Regions from separate parts of the Gasterosteus aculeatus genome. Here region 2 is linked to region 1. The links are chromatin contacts, called in public Hi-C maps. All regions are on one chromosome and are shown on one strand. The core of a region is the stretch at or near the end of the contact, and the rest is flanking DNA. Distances in the headings are between cores, read along the strand shown. Region 1 has its middle 34 kb from the start of map3k7. Region 2 holds the start of ufl1 (UFM1-specific ligase 1).

Region 1 (4,373 bases), core at 18-2,517:
AAAGAAGTTGGCCATGTGTAGCACTCTTCAGCAAGATATACTTAAAACATTTACCGTATCTTTAGAATTAAATTGGCAACAGAAAATTAAAAGTGTTTTTTGCATCAATTAATAGAATACTGTCTAATGAAGGCTCCATTGAAGGCACAAAGGCAGATGATAGCAAATACAGTGCTTGTGAATGTACTAATAGACTCTGAGGACTGCTTTGAAGGTTGCAATCTAAATCGGCAAGGCAATATAGCTGAGTTAACGTGTCTCCTCAAATTCGCTTTATGATCTCTGCTCGCTGCTGTTTTTCATCTAACTTTTCACAACAAAATTACTAGACAAATACACTGTGCCACGGGAAGGAGAGTCATCAACCTCGCATTGAAAAATACTTGAAACTGGGTATTGAGACTAGAAACTAAGCTACTTTAAGATGTTTAAATAGAGTAAGAAGTAGGAGAAGTAGGATCCTACATGTTATACAATATAATGTCTTCGGGGTGGTCCTGAAGAGTTGAGGATTAAACTGAGCCCAGCAGCTCAAAGATTCTTGGTTTCAGGCCCTTGTTCGGACAGAGAGTATATGTGGCAACATGATACATGATCTTTCTCTTTTTTTCTAACAATCACTTCTGTCAATTTCACTTTCTGGCCAGCCAGTGTGCCCCATGCAGTCAAGATTCTCCTGGCAATTATTTACGTTCTCGATAAAACTGGTTTGTAGAGGCTGGACTGTGTGGAAAAGCCACAGCAGGCTCTCCAGTATTCTGGCGTCCTAATGAGAGCCACTTGTCAAGGTCACACCACAGTCTGTTATTAATTTGGCCCCGACAAGGACTTCCTCGCGTTCTTCCCATCATCTCTCATTGAAACAACTCAATCTCTTGCCATTTGTGTTTACAGAAATCAGCAGCATCAGTCGCCTGCAGACAGCCAATTGAATATTTCCCCCCCCCCTGCATCTTTTCAAATGACCATGCAATGCCACCGCTGTTGCTCTGATCTGATCAGGAGGATATTTCTTAGAGGCCGTTAATGGGGACAACAGTGCTTGCAGATGAGATTGCCTCATCACATTTAGGCTCCAGTCTGCACTACCTTGTATTAACAACACCAAACACACTATTTTGTACTCTATTGCCACAGAGTATATAATGAAGGTGCAAAGCTCATACTCTAAAATGATGACTGTTGACATTTGAAACATTTATACAAATATATGTATATATCTTTGTACAACCTTTTCATATGTGCATGCACGAGTGTTTCAGATAGATACGTATAAATGTTTCACTTGTATGCATGTAAGCATTTCAAATGCATGTGTAGTAGCTTGTATAAGTATATATAAGTATATATGCATGCTTTTGTTTCACATGTGTTTCAGACGAGTATGTATAATGTTTTATATATGCGTGTGCATAGTATGAATGTATGTGTGAGTATTTCAGTAGTGAGTGTGAGGACATTTCAATAGTCAATGTGAGAGGGTTTCATTAGTGTGTGTGAGAGTGTCTCACACCCAATGGCCTACATACTTTCAAATCACAGTGAACTCAGTGAACGATGACTGCCCGCCATCGTCGACGGATGATGGTGTCGTTCAAGCGGCCCACCTAACTTCAAGATCCTAATGTAAATAGTTTAAGCTGTAAGAAGTCTGACTCACTGGCCATAGACTTCATATTACCGTTAAAAACATTCTGCTTAATTAGTGACATAATAGTTTTCTCCTTTACTTGTGCGATCCCATTATAATAATCAGAATCTCTGCTGACTGTCACAACCAACACAGATACTTTGCACATTGATTCTCCCTGACATCCTGGGAGGGAGTGCGGAGGGACAAGACAGAGGCAAGTTCTTCCAGGTATGTGTGTGTGTGACTGCACAAAATGAGTTCTCCCTTCACCTCAGAGGAGGCATCCAAAGCTCTTTTAGGAAGAGGATTTCGGTAGAAGACATTGAAGAGGCAGGGAAAGTTCATGCACTCGACACCGCTCAGTTGTGTTGTGAATTATGCAGTGTGGAGGCATTAGGGCTGAATTATTCACCTGGCCAAGGGGAGCCTATGGAGAGACATCACAGGCAGTCCGAAAGAACAGAGAGCCTGTTTTCCCTCATTTCCTACAGGAGAATTATCTGATGGGAGCTTTCTGGGCAGCTCCTCATCTATAACACGGGTGATATGAACATGTTACTCATGTAGGAGGCGGCGCTCACTGTCATTCAAACCCAGCGGAAGCTCCAGGGCGTTTTACTTACTGGTCAAGCTGCAGTTGTTTATTACACTTTAGTTTCATTAAATCTTTACTCATGGAAGAAAATGACCATTTTTACCAGCTTGTCTTTGACTAAGGCTCAGATCTACTGGCAGAATATTGTACTCGCTGCGTTTGGGCATTTATGAGTGTCAACATTTTTAAAAAGGCAGCGACACGTTGTGGGCAAACATCCAACTAAGAAAAAAATGTTTCTGAAAAACACAATGTTAGCAACGCAAAATTCCAACCGGACAATGTCAAAATGAGGGTGAATCTGTTGGTGGTCGTCCATAAATATCTGCAGAGCAACATCTAAGGTGGTTGATTACATCTTCTTCTGAGTGAATTTAGAACAGACCTGTAGAATGTCCCTTTTAAAAATGTTTACAAAAACTACTGATTTGTGTTAGCTTTGCAAATTGCCCGGGCAGTTAATTAATTAAAATAAATTGATTGGTTTGTACTATTGAAAGATTCACCCAGACAAGGGGGCGGTGTAAACACTAGTTTGTATTGTTTATTGATTTACCATTTGGACCCTCTGGAGACAAATCTGCTCCTACTTGTTTTTCTTACAATGTGTGGCACTGCTTCACAACAGAAGACAACGCCAAAGCTCCATATCATGGCTGCGTGTCCACAGACCATCTTCACTCACCCAGTTGTTGATGACGTTTAATTATAATGATTTTGCATGCGTACATGTGGTAAATTAGGCCGGACGGAATTGGAATGATCGAATGTTACTATCTTAAACAAAATCACGACAAGTGATAAATGATACCCTTATTTAGCACTAGTTGCTTTCACACAATTTTGTTGCCTGTGTGTAGTAATCAGGTGAAGTGTGAAATGCACTAAAGACTCTCACGGGAATATGAACTAATGAGTACCTACAATCAACAGAAAACACATTTCCTCCTGCCACCAGCCCTGAAATATCTTACCACTTTAAAATGAAAGCTCAGCCAAGTGCCATTTCGGGGTGACTTTTACTTTGTTTACGAAACAGTTTCAATAGCTTTTTCTATTTCTTTTTTACTGCGTGACAGAAAGAGGAAGAAAGGGTTTGACAATGGCAGATTAAAAGATGAATAAAGGGAATAGATAACAGCGGGAACAATACTGAACAGATGTACCGTACATGAGATGTTGGTAAGACAAGGCGATACAAAAGAGCAAATAAGCCTGGGGCACACTGGAAAAGATGAAAAATGATCAGTATCAACAGGAAAAACATATGAAAATGAACCACCAATCAGTTCTTTCTCCCAACTCATCAAATATCGACGCAGGAACCCTGTAGCGTGGGTATGAAATGCACACTTTCAACTAACACCAATCTCCACTCATCCGCGTCATTATTAAATGACCAGAGCAGCTAACTTAGCAGGGACAGCAAAAACGGGTCAGGGTACGGGATGTTGGACGGATCACACAAAGAGGACCTTGACCCAGGAAATCTTTGTTTGCGTCCCGTGTGAGTCCTAGTCCAAGTTTCCTTATTTTGCGGACTATGCTCAGCAAGTTAATGAGTGATGAAGAACAGATTCATGCGCTAGTGGTCCTGGTCAATATATCTTTTAAGCAGAGAATGAGAAGCAGTCTCCTGGCTGAGAGATGTTTATTTGACCAATCCATCTGCTTTGACAGCCTGCATACTTCCTGGTTCATGATAACGTGGATAACATGCAAAAATAATTTTTCATGTATAGCTTTGAAGGTGGTATGCGAAGAGTCTGTCCAGCTATGTGTTCTTGCACTAGATAAGAAGTTTCATTGATTCCTGCATCAAAATCTGTATATTAAACAAAAATGTCCCATTTAGTTTGTGTTGTTAACCTGTTGAAACCCGCCCATTTTTTAGGCCACTGCTCAAAATTTGCATACCGAAAGATTAGAACTTTGCAACCACAGGGTCTAGTTGAATCATTTTATTTATGATGTATTAGAAGGGAACACCTATGAGATTTGTTCAGATGCCTCATCTGTGTTCAGATGTGTTAGTGTATGTGTTACTGGTTAAGAGTAAATGAAAATGGAATGATGCATTTGCAGCTTTAAACTTCTCCCAAATCATTGCCACATTTGGACATTCTGTCTGCAAAGTTTGACTTG
Region 2 (3,912 bases), core at 672-3,171, 500 kb before region 1:
GTGACGAGCAACAAAAGCTGGAGTGAATATGATCCCCTTGTTGTGCTGGTCCAGTTCTCCCTGGATGAGCTTCCCGAGGCGCTTTGACAGCTCCTGAGAATGATCACAAAACATACATGCATTTATTCTATCATAGATTTATTTCAACATGTAAAAACCATTGATGACCATTGATGCTCGGGTTACTAATCAATACGTTTTTGCCTAATTCCTCTGATATGATAAACGCATGGAAGCTGCACACTGTGACTCACCTCAGATAAGAAATCTCCTGGGAGGTCGTAGTTTTTACAAAGTTCAGTGATGCTGATCAAACCGGCTTCTTGCAGCTTGTCGTTCACATTCTCAGCCAATCGGTTCAGGTACGTGCTACGGAAAAGAAAAAAGGAAGCAACATAGTTTGTTGCAAGTATACAAGTTGACCAGTTACTTTCCAGAGTATTAACGGCACAAGTCCTAATATTCCTTGAAACTCCTTTTTTATACATTTGAATCCTCATCATTCATGATCCTCATCATTCATTCATCATTCGTTTTGAATCCTCTATTTGTGTAATTTCCCTTTCATTTACGGTTATATTTTGAGCTTTGACACGCCATATTCTTTTGTTCCAAAATTTTTTTTGAGTCTATTGCTTTTTCTTTTCTTCAACTATGGAAATAATTCATCAATATCCACCACAAGAATTTCCTTCCGGATCACTAAATGTGTATCTTACATTATGCAAGACTTTAAATAAACATGTTCAAATAAAAAAATACCTTTAATTTCTAGCCATGGAACAAACGACATGTCTTTCAAACTTCACATCTTATAGAATCTATTTGCACATATTTTACTCCGCTTTATGGAGAGAAATATGGGCAAACTGACTCACATTGCCTTGAGGTTCAGCACTAGTGTGATTAAGGTATATTAATACTCACTCATCAATAAGTTGTCCCAGTAAAAGATGCACCCCTTTATCAGATTTGGCAATGTCCCCTGCTCTACTTTCAACATGGATCCAATCCACATTGATAATCTGAAAAGAAGGAGGGTACAGACCGAATTCTTTAAAAACCTTTAATATCACATTTTGAGAGAACATGTGTATATTCCTATCTATAGCTATATGATAGGAATATACACACGGGGCTCAAAGCAACTCTAAAACACACCTGCTGGAGATCCACGACGTTGATTCGGCCTGTGAAAGAGAACAACAGGCTGTATTCATTGTTATCTACAATTTACTATTATCTAGTTATTTCTCACAATTTCTGGAAGATGTGTTCCATTCAACTTTGAATGTGATGCTGACCTCCGTGCACGTAGAGTTCATCCCGGATCTCCCTGGTGATCTGTGCTGGAGTGATGTACTCCTTCCCATCAAGCGTGTGCACCACATCCAGCTTCTTGTCTTGGACCAGTTTCCCAATGATTTCAATGCAGTTCCTCTCCGATAGCCTGAAGAAAAGAGGTTCACGTTACTAAATTGTCACTAAGGCGGCTTCGCCCTCAAATTACAGACAATTGTGTTGGTTGTATTGTTGTTGTCATCGACAGGTGTAAAAAGAGAGGCGACAACTAGCTGGCTTAGCGGAGTTACTTCTAAAGGAAAGTTGCTAGCTCATATTAGCTTTGCTGCTAACAGCTGCTTAGGGCGAAAACTGCTCGTACCTTTGCACCGTGTCCGCAAACTGTGCTCTTTGGAAATCAGCAGCGAGTCTTCGGATTTCTTCCCAGTCAGCCGCCATCCTTAAAAGCTCAAGTGCTTGCGAAAGCAGTCAGCTGTCACTGGGTTTCCTCAACCATCCACAATCAGGGAGCAAGTTCCAGCTAACTGGCTAACGAGACAGCGCTCTGCTTAGCCACACGTCAACATTTACAGTGACGTATGACGGAGAGCCAAAAGGACCAAATCTCATCCACCCGAATCAAAGCGCGCAGAGCCAATGGTGTCCTATACTGTACTGCCACTCTGGGCACACAGATGCCGTTGAAACGAAGGAGTCCTTTCGAGGATCCAAGTACCCCAATGGGATGGGGCAGGTAGACGGAAGCAAGCGAGCAATTCAGGGCAGTGCTGATTTTTTTTTAATCCACATTTCAGCAACAAACCCTACATTCAGACCTTGTATTTCTATTAACAACATTCAAACAATTGGAGCAGAATATTGGCTGTGAATAAATAAGGAGGACATCGAATTTGAAATATGATACAATGAAAATAGTTGCATAAAAAGCATGTGTATACAAACATACAAGAAAAAATAGGGACTATAGAGTTACCATATTTATAGATATATAAATATATTTATAGAGTTTTTTTTCCGGATCCCATTTTCACCAGCTTCTTTCTGCGGTCAAAACCAATTCCATTTGACATTCCCAGACAGGGAAATATCTGGAAATCCCCTTCTTAAACTTAGCATTCCTGCCTTGCCAACAGAGTGAAACATGATATCAGAGCGAATGGAACTCAAGCTGCAGAGCAGGCCTGCTAACACTAGGGAGCAGTAGACCACAAGCAATTCCATTCCTTCCAGGACGCCTAACTGAAAGTGCTGTGTTGAACAAAGCACTCCATCATACCGGCAAAGACCCGGTAGGAGTGGAATACTGTAATTATATGTCATATGCATACTCACTGCAGGCTTGTATGTAATTAATTGCTAGTTAATTTTTCAAAAAGCACAATCTTGATGAGAAACTGTCCTTCTGTGTCTGCCGAAAGGTACTCACAACCATGGATTCTTTAATAACTTCTTTCAGAGGCCAACCCGTATAACCGTCCTCCATATGTGGTGCGTATATAGTGTGGTTGTAGTCGGATACTGTGTGACATACACACTTTCTATGAGAGTCAAGAAGAAAGAAATCAGCCTCGGGTAGTTTTAGAATGGGGAGAAAAGTTGTAAGTGGATTTGTTCAAACTTTAGGATATATTATGTGATCCTCTGCCTTCAAGCTCAGGTTTGAATGACCACTCAAGGTAAAGGAATATTATAAGATTAAAGTAACTCGTGGGAGGGGGGGTTTTGCTGGTTTCAAGGGAGAATGTGGGTGGGATACGCAGCGTTTCTGGAAGTGGAAAAAATGGAATATAGGAAGGTCCCGGCCCGACCCGTTTGACTAGTAGATTTTTATTATGTTTAAAAAACATAAACCTGGTCGGGTGGCGGCGTAAGGCTGGACGCACCTAAGTCAGATAGGATGGATGAATGTTTTACATTAAACATCTTGTTGTTTGTGGCTGTGTGGAAGTAAGCGTCCGTGTTTCGATGGCTACCAATGATGCCAGCACGATAGGACTGAATATGAGATTTGTTGTACATTAATATAAAAGTAAACAATGAAATCTACCACCACACGAAAAATATACACTTTTCTAGTCTGCTGCAGTTCTCTGAAGCAGCTGAGAGGGAAATTATTTTCCTTTATGACAGAAATGGAATTAATCTTTTATTAGCTTTATTACGTTTTACACTCTGCAATTCTAACATGAGGATGGTGGGGATTGCTGATGTTTACCTTTATCACTGACAAAAGTTATGAACAATTTAAAATAGAACTGCTCAGGGATTAGTCATGTATATGACAGATCAGCCACTTTTAATTAGGTTTCATGTTTTTTATCAACTGTTAGTGTTTTGTAAATGTTTTCCTGTTGTTGTGTGTTTGTTTAAAGGGCAATCCAAGGAAATGCATTGTTAAACTTGTTCAACCTCTGTGTTTCTGAATAATGTATATAGAATATATATATATATATATATATATATATATATATATATATATATATATATATATATATATATATATATATGAATTTCAACAATTGTGGGGCAGAACATTTTAAATCAATTAGCAATGAAAATATTTCAAATGTAAACATATTTTCTTAATAATCTTACCAATATTCAGCATAA

The links. A called contact is a pair of places that touch in the nucleus more often than the background predicts.
Region 2: a Hi-C map of tail fin shows a contact between it and region 1, with 2.7 times the contacts expected there. The contact joins the promoter of ufl1 here to the enhancer-like site in region 1. A contact is called at or near these places in 3 of 6 Hi-C or Micro-C datasets (skeletal muscle and tail fin).

Annotation. Positions count from the first base shown.
Region 1 is chr18:3,658,790-3,663,162 of fGasAcu3.hap1.1, reverse strand. No RefSeq gene overlaps it. Among protein-coding and RNA genes, the nearest start is that of map3k7, 34 kb to the right of the region's middle. Within about 2 kb of position 1,267, at least 1 of the 9 cell types and tissues checked has open chromatin away from gene starts, as enhancers often do.
Region 2 is chr18:4,159,657-4,163,568 of fGasAcu3.hap1.1, reverse strand. It overlaps ufl1 (UFM1-specific ligase 1), which reads right to left and starts at 1,921. Exons shown (of 19, transcript XM_040160928.2): 1 at 1,664-1,921; 2 at 1,305-1,450; 3 at 1,162-1,190; 4 at 928-1,025; 5 at 255-369; 6 at 1-93. The coding sequence starts at 1,740.